2 separate regions of the Oryctolagus cuniculus genome follow, and region 1 is linked to region 2. A link is a contact called in public Hi-C data. All regions are on one chromosome and are shown on one strand. The core of a region is the stretch at or near the end of the contact, and the rest is flanking DNA. Distances in the headings are between cores, read along the strand shown.

Region 1 (5,125 bases), core at 1,043-3,542, 200 kb after region 2:
CTCCATGGAGCCGGAAGACGGTTTAATGCTTCTTAAGAAGGCTGGCAAGAGAGGGAAAGGCACACCAGGATATACTGTCAGCCAGGGCCTTAAAACAGCACTCTGAGAGGAACAGCCTGATGTGTGGCATTTGCCCACTGGTCTGTGACAGCTACACCCAGTGCGGCTGAATGAGGCTACCGAATTCAGATCTGGAGAGAGAGGCACGGCATCAGCTCTGGCGAGCCGGCCCAGCCCACCAGCAGGCAGAAGGCTCTCTCTTCTGAGGCTGCCTGCGGAGTGCTCTGAATCCAGGGACACACTCCTTGCTGAAAGGCAGATTTGCAAATGCTCAAGTTTATTAGCTCCCAGTTGACGATACTTTCCAGACACGATAAATAAAACTGTACAAAAGAGTGCTTTGGAGAAAGGAGGCCAATCCTAGAGTTTTATGCAGGGGATAGATTATATCTTCTCTGTGGACACACGGGCATCATCCTGAATTTCTGGCTGAGCCCCGCACCCAAAGGTGGCATGTAGCCAAGTGCAGGTGACAGGTTAGCATCAAGCCTGATGTTTATATCAACCGTTTTAGGAGAGGACAATGCACACTCTGTCCTCAGGAGTGGACAACAGGGTGAGGGACAGAGGGCCACTGAGGCAGGGGGCAAGCAAAGCCAGGCCTTAGGCTCTCTTGCTACAGCTTCAGAGTAGATCAAGTACCAGTGACTGCCTTCCCAGGGGCAGCCTTGGCAGAGCCCAGCAGGATCGGCTGTTTCTATTGTTGGATGCATTTATGGGCCCTCCTGGCCGATTTGGCAAGCAGTTTTATAGGAACGGTCTTCCGGGAGCATCCTGCCCTGGGCGAGTGGGGGAGTCTCAGAGTCCCGCTGCTACTCGCTTTGCACCAGTCCTCCTCAGCCCTAAACACCGACTTTCAAGGCTCTGCTATAGTTAGAAATTCAACTGGCAAACTTATGCCATTCGACCCATGACTTCCCCAAGTGTAGTGCCATGCAAAGGTGGCAAATAGTAAGGCCGGCCTTTCAGAATGTACCAGGCACCCCAACCTAAATTCACAGTCGAGAGAACACCTTATTTGCAATAAATGGAATCACAAGTTATTACAGGGGTGATTACCTTCCTAGGCACCATGAATTTAGAATTATGTAAAACAGAAGAAGGCCCGTCTCTAAAAGTTCATCCAACAGTGATTTAAATGAGGTAGCACAAAGTGTGATAGCTTTTAACGTGTTCAAGTTCCCATGGCAAATCCCTGTTATAAAATACTTTGCTGTTTCATTGATTTGATAAGCTTAGGGTGGGGTACGTTTTGCTATCTATATATATTTATATAGTGATAAAGTGTCTTATCACTATATATTTTTCACTTAGAAGCCCAAAAAGTCAATAAGAGCAATCTTTAGGTTGCTATACTTTTCCTACCGTTCACATCGAGTGCCTACGAATTTTGGGCCATAAACTCAGTGTTGGGAACAGCATTTGTTGGCCCTGGAAGAATGTGCAGGCCAAATAAATTAGTAGGCATCTAATTAGTAGGCACCAATGTCCTATGCAACATCCCCAGTACCACATAACTGCAGTAATATATTTGAAACAAGCCAATTAGTATGCCATTTGTACATTAATTCTCTCCAATATATATCCTGAGTTTTCCTAAAGGCCTTCTCATTTGCAAGGTTTACCTTTATGATAAGTGTCCTTATTAAAATATAACTGAACTGCACACACACAGTATGTAGAATAAGTCAAAGTTCTTTTTAAATACTGGTTTCCATGAGGGCTAAAGAGCCTCCTCATTGGGGAATGGATTTGAAGTGGAGCAACAAGGGAATTCACACATGCACAGACAAGTACTATGGCTTCAGTAGGAGAATGCAGATGAAGTCAGGAGACAGGGCTGGGAAATGAGGGTCACCGTGAAAGAACCCGGCAGGGTCCACAGCCCCCGCCACACGTCTGCGAGTCAGACGGGAACAGGTTCAGAGGGGTGGATGCTCTTCAAGATGCTGGCTGGTATTTTAATCCACCCATCCCATCTGCAAAGGGCCTTTGGGCAAAAAGTGTGGCACCTAAGAACGGAAAGATCTCACCAGATTCTAGAATGCACAGGGGCTCAAAGCACACTCTGCAAAACATTCTCCTAAATGAGCACAGAGATGGAAAGCTTCTGACCTCTTCAGCCTGGGCTGCTATTCTGTCACAGTAATGAAAGACGGGAGAGGGTCGGTGGCCAGGGCTTCCCACCAACCAGGAGCAGGAGCAGAGGGCCACGAGAGACAGTCAGGAACCACAGGAGTGGTGTGGGTAGCTGTGGCCGAGGCCGGGGGCGGGGGACACAGTAATAGAACTAGGGAGAGCAAGCAGAACCCAGTGACAAGGGGAAGCCCAGGCTGATTCCTCAACACTCACAAAATACCTCCACCTCTCTGGGGACTCAGAAGGATGCTGGGGTGGAGAGGGGACTTGAATCAGACTGCACGGCACTAGCAGGGCAGGGTGTGGGACTCTGGGGGCTTGGTCTTCACACTGATGAGATCCATTCACCCCCAGGGCTGGAAAGGCTTGGAAAGAATTCAGTTACATAAGCCCTCATCAGCCCCTCCTCTTCTTTCTGACAGGCAGTCTTAGCCCTGTTATTATCTCTGATCTTGGACCACTTCCCTGAGCCACTGGGCAACCAATGTCTCTTTCTCAAAAGTAGGGAGAAATGTAAATTCTTCGGTTTTCTCCTAAGCAGCCAGAGAGTCCCCGATTTGCATGGCCATGTGAGTGTAAAATATGATGATAAAGAATGCAATTCTTAAGACACGTCAAAGACGGCTCATTAGATCAACTTTTTTTTTTCTTTCCCCTGTATTCATGTTGTTTTATTTTTTTTTTAAACAGGGACCACTGTGCCTTCTTTCAAGTGACAAGAGTTGTGACAGCTGCTCTATAAGGTATTCAATGGTTAATTAAGACAAGACTGTCAGTGCCGAGCTCTTTTGTGTTTTGTAGAAAGCAGTTGCTAAACAGATGAAAGTAGGTCTGAGGCAAGGGGTAGCATAACTATTATTTCAATTAATAAATAGCTCTAAAAGTGAAGGAAGTGATCAAGGCCCCCAGAGCGTCTGTATCTGCCCCGGTTCTGTCAGGAAAATTAAACAGAGCGCTCGTGATTGCCATTGCTTCTGCCGAACAGATCCAAGCAAGTTGGGTCACCTGTGCTGAGCGGGTTAGCGTCTGCCTGGTTCTTGGGGCACCCCCTAGTGACACATTTGTTACCCTGGCACTTCCGTTTCGCCACCACAGAGCCAAATGGTGGCCCGGTCTCTTCCCTCTTCCATCTGCATGCTCTCCTGCAATCTTCCCCCTCTCTTCCACCAAAGCAGCCCTAAAATGTATTTTCAGACAAATATCAGGGAAGCGTTTATAAATATTTCAGAGGCATTTCATAAATAAATAAGCAAATCTACAAAAAGACTTCTCTCCTTTAATGAGATCTTGGCTGTGCTATATGCCTTTCTATTTGAGCGTAATGAAAACCAGTTGGGAAGATTTCCATACCGGACTCTCTTTTGGGGAGGGGGTTCATAATATATGAAACACGCCTGCTCCGCGTCTTTGAAACACAGAGCCTTGTCGTTGACATATTAGTCAGCTCTGGCACGAGGGAATAGCTTTTACTCTTTTTAAAGTAAATACTAATCAATAGCAACTGTGCCGACAAAAACCTTCTTGCCGCCTAATTGCATCACAGCTACTCATAGACCCCAACAGAATTTTCCCCTGGATGTAACAAAATTAACTACCAGGGGCTGAGCCAGTGAATTATCACCCTCTCACTATTCAAGTGTAATTAACACAGGGCCCCCGACTTCCACATGTGCCATTACAGGGCCATTTGTATGTGTAATTTTCAAACAGGGGCTTAAGGTCGTGCCCACATCAATCTTTTCAACACACACATCTGCGCAGGAAATCAAACTGGCAGGGGGGTGGTCCCAACCATTATAGGAAATCTCTCCCTCTCTGAAATCTTGTTCATAGTTTCTCTTCCGCAGCTTAATGCCTTCTGTGGTCTCTTTGGCCCTGTCAGAAACAGCCCGACAGTATCAGCGGCAAACAAGTTGTTTGAGATATTCTAACAAGCAAATCTAGGACCAAACTGGTCAATCCAGCTGCCAGACAGAAAGGAATCTTACCAACAGCTTGGGATGGACACTAGGGCCATTTTAGTTAAGGACTTTTTTTTTTTTAAATTGCACATTAGGATTTTGAAGGATGTTCACCTAACATTTTTCTAATTTATATTATCATTGTCAATTACAGTAACAGCAGTGGCCATTTGTTGGGCACATGGGCTAAGAGCTTTAAATATTTTATCATTTAATCCTCAGAAGATGTGTTAGGCATTATTGTCCCTACTTTTTTTAAAAAAAGTTTACTTTTCAGACACTTGAAAGAGCAACATGGGGAGAGGGAGACAGAGAGGCAGGAGGAGACCTTAGATTTGTTGGTTCATTCCCCAAATGGTCACAATAGCTAGATTTGAGCCATGCCCACCCGGAGCCTAGCACTCTATCTGGTCTCCCACATGGGCAACAAGAATCCAGGTACTTGGGCCATGATCTGCTGCCTTCCCAGGCACATTAGCAGGGAGTTGGATCAATAGCAGAGATGGGAATAGAACTAGGTGCTTCCATACAGGATGTGGACATCCCAAGAGGTGGCGTAACTTGCTGCACCACACCTGCCTCTACTACCCTTACTGTAACACTGAGGCTCAGAATGGACAATTGACCCCAAGTGCACCAAGCAGCCAGTTGGGAGGGAGGTATCACCTCATCACCAGTCCCACCGCCATCCACATCATCTGCATTTCACACAGGAAATACACAAGGCAAAGCCATGGCTCAGGCTTAGGTAGTGAGGAAGAACATGGCAAAAGAGACTTGGAGACAAAAGGCAGTGAGATCTCTGTCGCGCTAATAGCACCTCACACCCAGCAGCTAGTTCTTCCATCCTCTTCAAGGGTTAGAGGAAGAGCAACAGGAGAGGAGTGAGGGTACACATCAGTCCAGAGCAGAGATCAGCTGGGGGACCTGGCATCCCCACTCTGCGCTCACTGCTCTCAGCTGGG
Region 2 (5,158 bases), core at 562-3,061:
GTTAAATTATAATAGCAGTGGTTTCAAGTATCTTTTTTTCCTGCAACTGTACAATAAAACCAGTTTGTGTTAAGTAGTCTAATAAGACTTTTTAATAAATGAAATATGAAATGTCAATGACAGTATATTTCCTTTTATGAATATTAGAAGTGATATTTGTTATCTTGGGAAGAATGGCTGATATTTTCAAATGGAACTCACACCTGAAATGAGACATGCTGAACTTATCATTGTTCTGATTAAGAAATGAAGACTTATTCCACAAGTGACACACCAGTGGTCCCCAACATGCTCTGTTTGAATTACAAATGGTTGTCTAAGACTTTCAAAAAACTGAACATCTAAACACCCAGATGTTTCCTTTCAAAAAATCTATTCTAGAAATAGAAAATATGGTAACATAGGCCTATATTCCTGTGTTACACAATTCAGCTCAGTCAATATGAGGGATGCCATCTTTAGCCAGTACACATAGTCTCCAGTTGATATAATCCATACCACTGCCTCCTATCTAGTGGAACTGAGGCCATGTATCAATTATCATTTATCATCAGGGCCTGTTAATGGTTGAGATTTGTTTGAACTTATCTTTTTAAGATGTCCAGCCTGTTTAAGGTAGCCGCCTAACCTTTGTAGTCATTTGCACTGAAGGACGCCAGTGTACTGCAAAGCATTAGAAGATGGACCTGGCCCAATTTAAGCTCTGGCAGATCCTCTGGAGGCTGCAAGTCTAGCCTTCCTTCCAAAGTGCACAAATCTGGCTCCATTCCTATTGCTTCCAGGAAGCTATTCATGACTATTAGTGCCCAGCTTCTCTTCCTGACCTGGGTGCCCCAGCATCCAGATTTAAGAACACAACATTCAGGATTAGAATGCACATTGTCCTTCAGTCGCTTTACTTAGGGCAGATTTCTCTCCTCTCTGGAAAAAATATCTTGAAGATGAAAATCCTGTCTCTTGGTCTAGAAAACCTGAATTCTCTGTCCATGGCTACTGGATCTGTACCCTATGCAGCAGTCAGAGTGGATACTCTGCACTTGGGTTAGGCAGGAGGAAAAAAAGAAAGCTTAGGTGACACCAATCAGCGAGGAAAGGACAATTTTTTTCACCTCCTCTCCCGGTTTTCAGATTGTGGCCAAGGCTTCACCTGCAAGAAAAGATTACACCCAATTGTTCTAAAATTCTGTAGGGTGTGTAGTAAGTGTGTAAGGCAGTTATTAATACACCATTTTCCACGGGGAAACAAATGTCATCAGGCCAGCAGTCCATGCCAGGGGAGCCCAGGAATTTTATCCTTTGGTAGTACATATTCTGGCCCCCCACAGCCAGAGCCCAGCCGCAAGCTGAAAGATCATCTGGTTGAGGGAAGGGCTTCTCCGCTCCTCCTACTCCCACCCCACACTTTACCCACTATGAAAACCAATGGCGCCTTTTATCAGCTTGGCAAGATGACAGAGGGAATGTTTAACTCTGCACTTAAAATTCTTGGTTCCTACTGACAGCATTCCCAGTCCTCAGAGAACACTGAATGGATATTTGAAGAGTTTTGTGAAACTGAGACTGAGCAGTGGCAAGGAGGAGGGAGAGAGCCAAAGTGAACAGAACATTCTAGAATACACTCCCCCAAACATTCCAGGCTTCTCACTTTCCTCTCCTCCCCAACCGAGTTATATTCAGCCCTGAGCAATATTCCTACAGGAGGGAGGTGAGGTAATGTCCTCGGACTGACTGCGTGCAAACCCCGAGTCATCCGAGCCAGCTGGGAGCACCTGAGTCAGTCACCACACATCTTCATCTCACAGTGTCCACAAGAGCACAGAGAGATGAGTGACAGACCCTTGTCCTGGTCCCTGCCACATAAGCAGGGCACAGTTCTTAGGAGCTGCTATGATCGTTTTCTTCTCCAAGGAAGGCACCTGATTTCTATGAGGCAAGCCTTATAGCAGGATTGCAACTGCAGAGTAATAATTGCCTGCTGCTAAGATTTTATAGGTAAGGGAGTAGAGTGAGGGAGGTGTTCTCCTTGGGCAAACATGGGTCCTACGGAAATCCAGCAATCAGATGAATACTTCTTAATTACCTCTCTCTTTCTAAAACAAATTTTTTGCCTCCGCATAGAAAATGTGTATTTGTGGGAAATCTGGGATGTTACAGTGGGCCTGTGGCTTTTCCATCGGACGACATACTGTGGTGACATGTGACCAGGTGGAAAAGGAGGCCCTTTAACAAGATCATCCCTGCACTAGAAATGTTCTCTCATTCTTTTGTAGACCAAACAATAGAATTCTTTTTTATTTATTTATTTGACAGGTAGAGTTACAGACAGTGAGAGAGAGACAGAGAGAAAGGTCTTCCTTCCATTGGTTCATGCCCCAAATGGTCACTACAGCTGGTGCTGCGCCGATCCGAAGCCAGGAGCCAGGTGCTTCTTCCTGGTCTCCCAGGCAGGTACAGGGGCCCAAGCATTCCTCCACTGCCCTCCTGGGCCACAGCAGAGAGCTAGACTGGAAGAGGAGCAACCGGGACTAGAACCTAGTGCCCAAATGGGATGTCGGCGCCACAGGCGGAGGATTAACCCAGTGAGCCATGGCGCCAGCCCCCAAACAATAGAATTCTTACATTGGAAGGGAAGAAGAGGCTGTACCAGGTCCTCTCCTCCTACAAGTGCCATTCAGCCCTTGAGAGTTGGAAGAATGTGCCCCAAATCTTTTAGCTAATTATGGGCAAGGGTGCAATTATAACTCAAGCCTTTTGGACTTCTCATTAAATGAGTTTTGAATTTTACCAGGCTACCTTTGCTGGCTGTGTTGATTGACTATGGCTGTTGAGAACTGTTAGACCTTCTAAGATTCTCCAATTCTAGTTTTTTTTTTTTCCTGCTAGAGAAGAATATCTTCAACTGCTATAAAATGATCCTATGTCTTATCTAGCAGGTTCTGTGATGCAGACCCTTGGCCAAACTTCCAATATTCAGTCATTTACTTGGGAAGAATTATAAGGAGCAAGAATCCATCATAGAAGGACACAGTGAGGAGGAAAGGAGCTAAAAATGAGGGCAGAGAATTTCAGTGGTAGAAGCTTGGAAGCACAGATACTAAGAAACTTCTATCAACAAAGTGATTTGGCACAGGGAGTTGGAAATCAGCTTCCTCTTTGCTCACTTTCTTGTCTGGCTCTCCTGCAACAGCTGGGTGGTAAAACTCAGGGTTTCTCCAAAGAGCTTCACTGAGCGTCTTCCAGCAGACTGAAAAGAACTTCCTTGGAGACTGTCTATAGAAAGCAGAAGCCCCGGCAAGCACAGCTATGAAAACCACAACTTCATCTATTCCTTATTGTTTGCATCCACATAAATTGTGCAAATTGTTTTGCATGTTAAAAAACAAACCAAAATTGTATTTTTAGAAAGGAAATAAAATGAAAACACAATGAGGTTCCTGTAACCTTCTCGACAGTGCCCAACAGTAGTTTCTAATAAAGTCATAGACTAGCTTTTTTCCAATTATGTTCACAATTTTGTTTATGTACATGCAAATGGAACAGTCATCTGGAAAACATCTTTATCTTCATCAATTGTGTGCCTGTGCACAAACACACTCCCAGCTTAGAAGTCCAAAAGCAATCTTGAATGCTAGAGGAAAGACTCATGTCCTAGTTCAAGCTACCAATCTTGAAATTTGTAGTGGGTAGAAACTGCTACACATTTTTTATATAAAAATTATGATTCTTACTCTCCAGCTAAAGTAGGAGAACTGCTTTTACCCAGAAATGATCTTACACTATACTAGAACTACTCAGTCAGCATCTTTAATTATCATTTCCCACAAGTCTCTAGGTTAGTGCTTCTCAAAGTTGAATGTGCAGATGAATTGCACCAAGGTCCTATTAAAAATGCAAACTCTGATTCAGTGGGTCTGGGTTGGGCTGGAGATTCTACAATTCTGACAACTTTCCAGGTGATTCCAACTGTCCAATCCAAGGACTAACCTTTGAGTAGCAAGATTCGAGAGCAAGATTATTTAACACTGTTCTCACCAAGGCAGGAAGTGGGTCACAGACAATGAGGGCTGGGATAGCAGGCTTCTTTGAGCCAGCATGCTCCCTAAGAATCTTCCCTCACTCAGGTACCTTCTGTGCTGTCTTCATTTCCTCCCTTCTGAATGCACTTACAACTACCAACCTAAAGGGGGCAGCCTACTGCACAGGCAGCATATACGGCATGTGAGCAATCCCATTTACTGGCTAGGTGATTCTCAATCTTTGTTGCATCTGTGGTATGGCACTAAGATACTCAGGAGCTTATTTTAGAGACATGAGAGAGAGAGAATGTAGTACCCAGCACCATGCTTTGTACACAACAGTCCAACACAGCCATCTCCCTCATTTTAAAACATCATGTCCCAAATCAGTGCTTCATGCACGGCTTCAGCAGTGCAGACTAAGGAGGGGATGGGGTTCACAACACCTAAAGCATTTTAATAAAAGTCTGCCTATGACATGGGAAGTTGGAAGGCAGGGTACAATCTTCCTCTCTTTACAATATGTTATGCTTGGATACAATATGCTTGGATGTCTTTTGTCCTCATCCCTAAGCTGGTATCTTTTAGCCTTGTCAATTCATTAACTAACATAGTTTTAGAGAGTTCTGTAATGTGCTAGGCACTGCCTCTAACACCCAGAGAAAACTTCCAAATACAATCAGCTGCCAGATTTCCTGGATCTTAGGTAAAAATGATTCTGGGTAATCAAAGTGTTGCATTTTCATTCAGATATTTGGTGTTCCGGAGATGAGACCTTCCTATCAGCCAAGAATATCAACATGATAGAGTTGACATCGTGAAAATTGGTTCAGCCAACAGGTAAAATAAAGGTTAGTCTGGACATCCGTTGGGAGAGTTATTTTTCTGTCCATCCACCAGTCATGGAGGGAAGGATCTTTCTAGAATGCTAAAGTTTCTCATCTCCTTCCTGATGCTCCATTGAGATGCTACTTCAGTACCTGCCAACTTCCTAAAGGATTTTTTTCTTGCTACAGAATTCAAGGTGAATGTGAAGGCAGAGAAATGAAGACATTCACCGGGAGAAAGGCGAATGGCTCTGCTTTTAAAAATCAGCCCAGTGTTTAGAAAGGACATATATTTCCAAGTGGCATAGGAAAACC

What was found. Hi-C and Micro-C count contacts between places; a contact is called where the count stands out from the background.
Region 1: a Hi-C map of an unstated tissue shows a contact between it and region 2, with 5 times the contacts expected there. The contact joins two enhancer-like sites. A contact is called at or near these places in 2 of 6 Hi-C or Micro-C datasets (ear pinna and an unstated tissue).

The regions. Positions count from the first base shown.
Region 1 is chr12:83,817,954-83,823,078 of mOryCun1.1, forward strand. The region is part of intron 2 of RORA (RAR related orphan receptor A); the gene reads right to left. Among named protein-coding and RNA genes, the nearest start is that of RORA, 340 kb to the right of the region's middle. Within about 2 kb of position 2,293, at least 1 of the 8 cell types and tissues checked has an H3K27ac peak or open chromatin away from gene starts, as enhancers often do.
Region 2 is chr12:83,620,465-83,625,622 of mOryCun1.1, forward strand. The region is part of intron 2 of RORA (RAR related orphan receptor A); the gene reads right to left. Among named protein-coding and RNA genes, the nearest start is that of ICE2, 250 kb to the left of the region's middle. Within about 2 kb of position 1,812, at least 1 of the 8 cell types and tissues checked has an H3K27ac peak or open chromatin away from gene starts, as enhancers often do.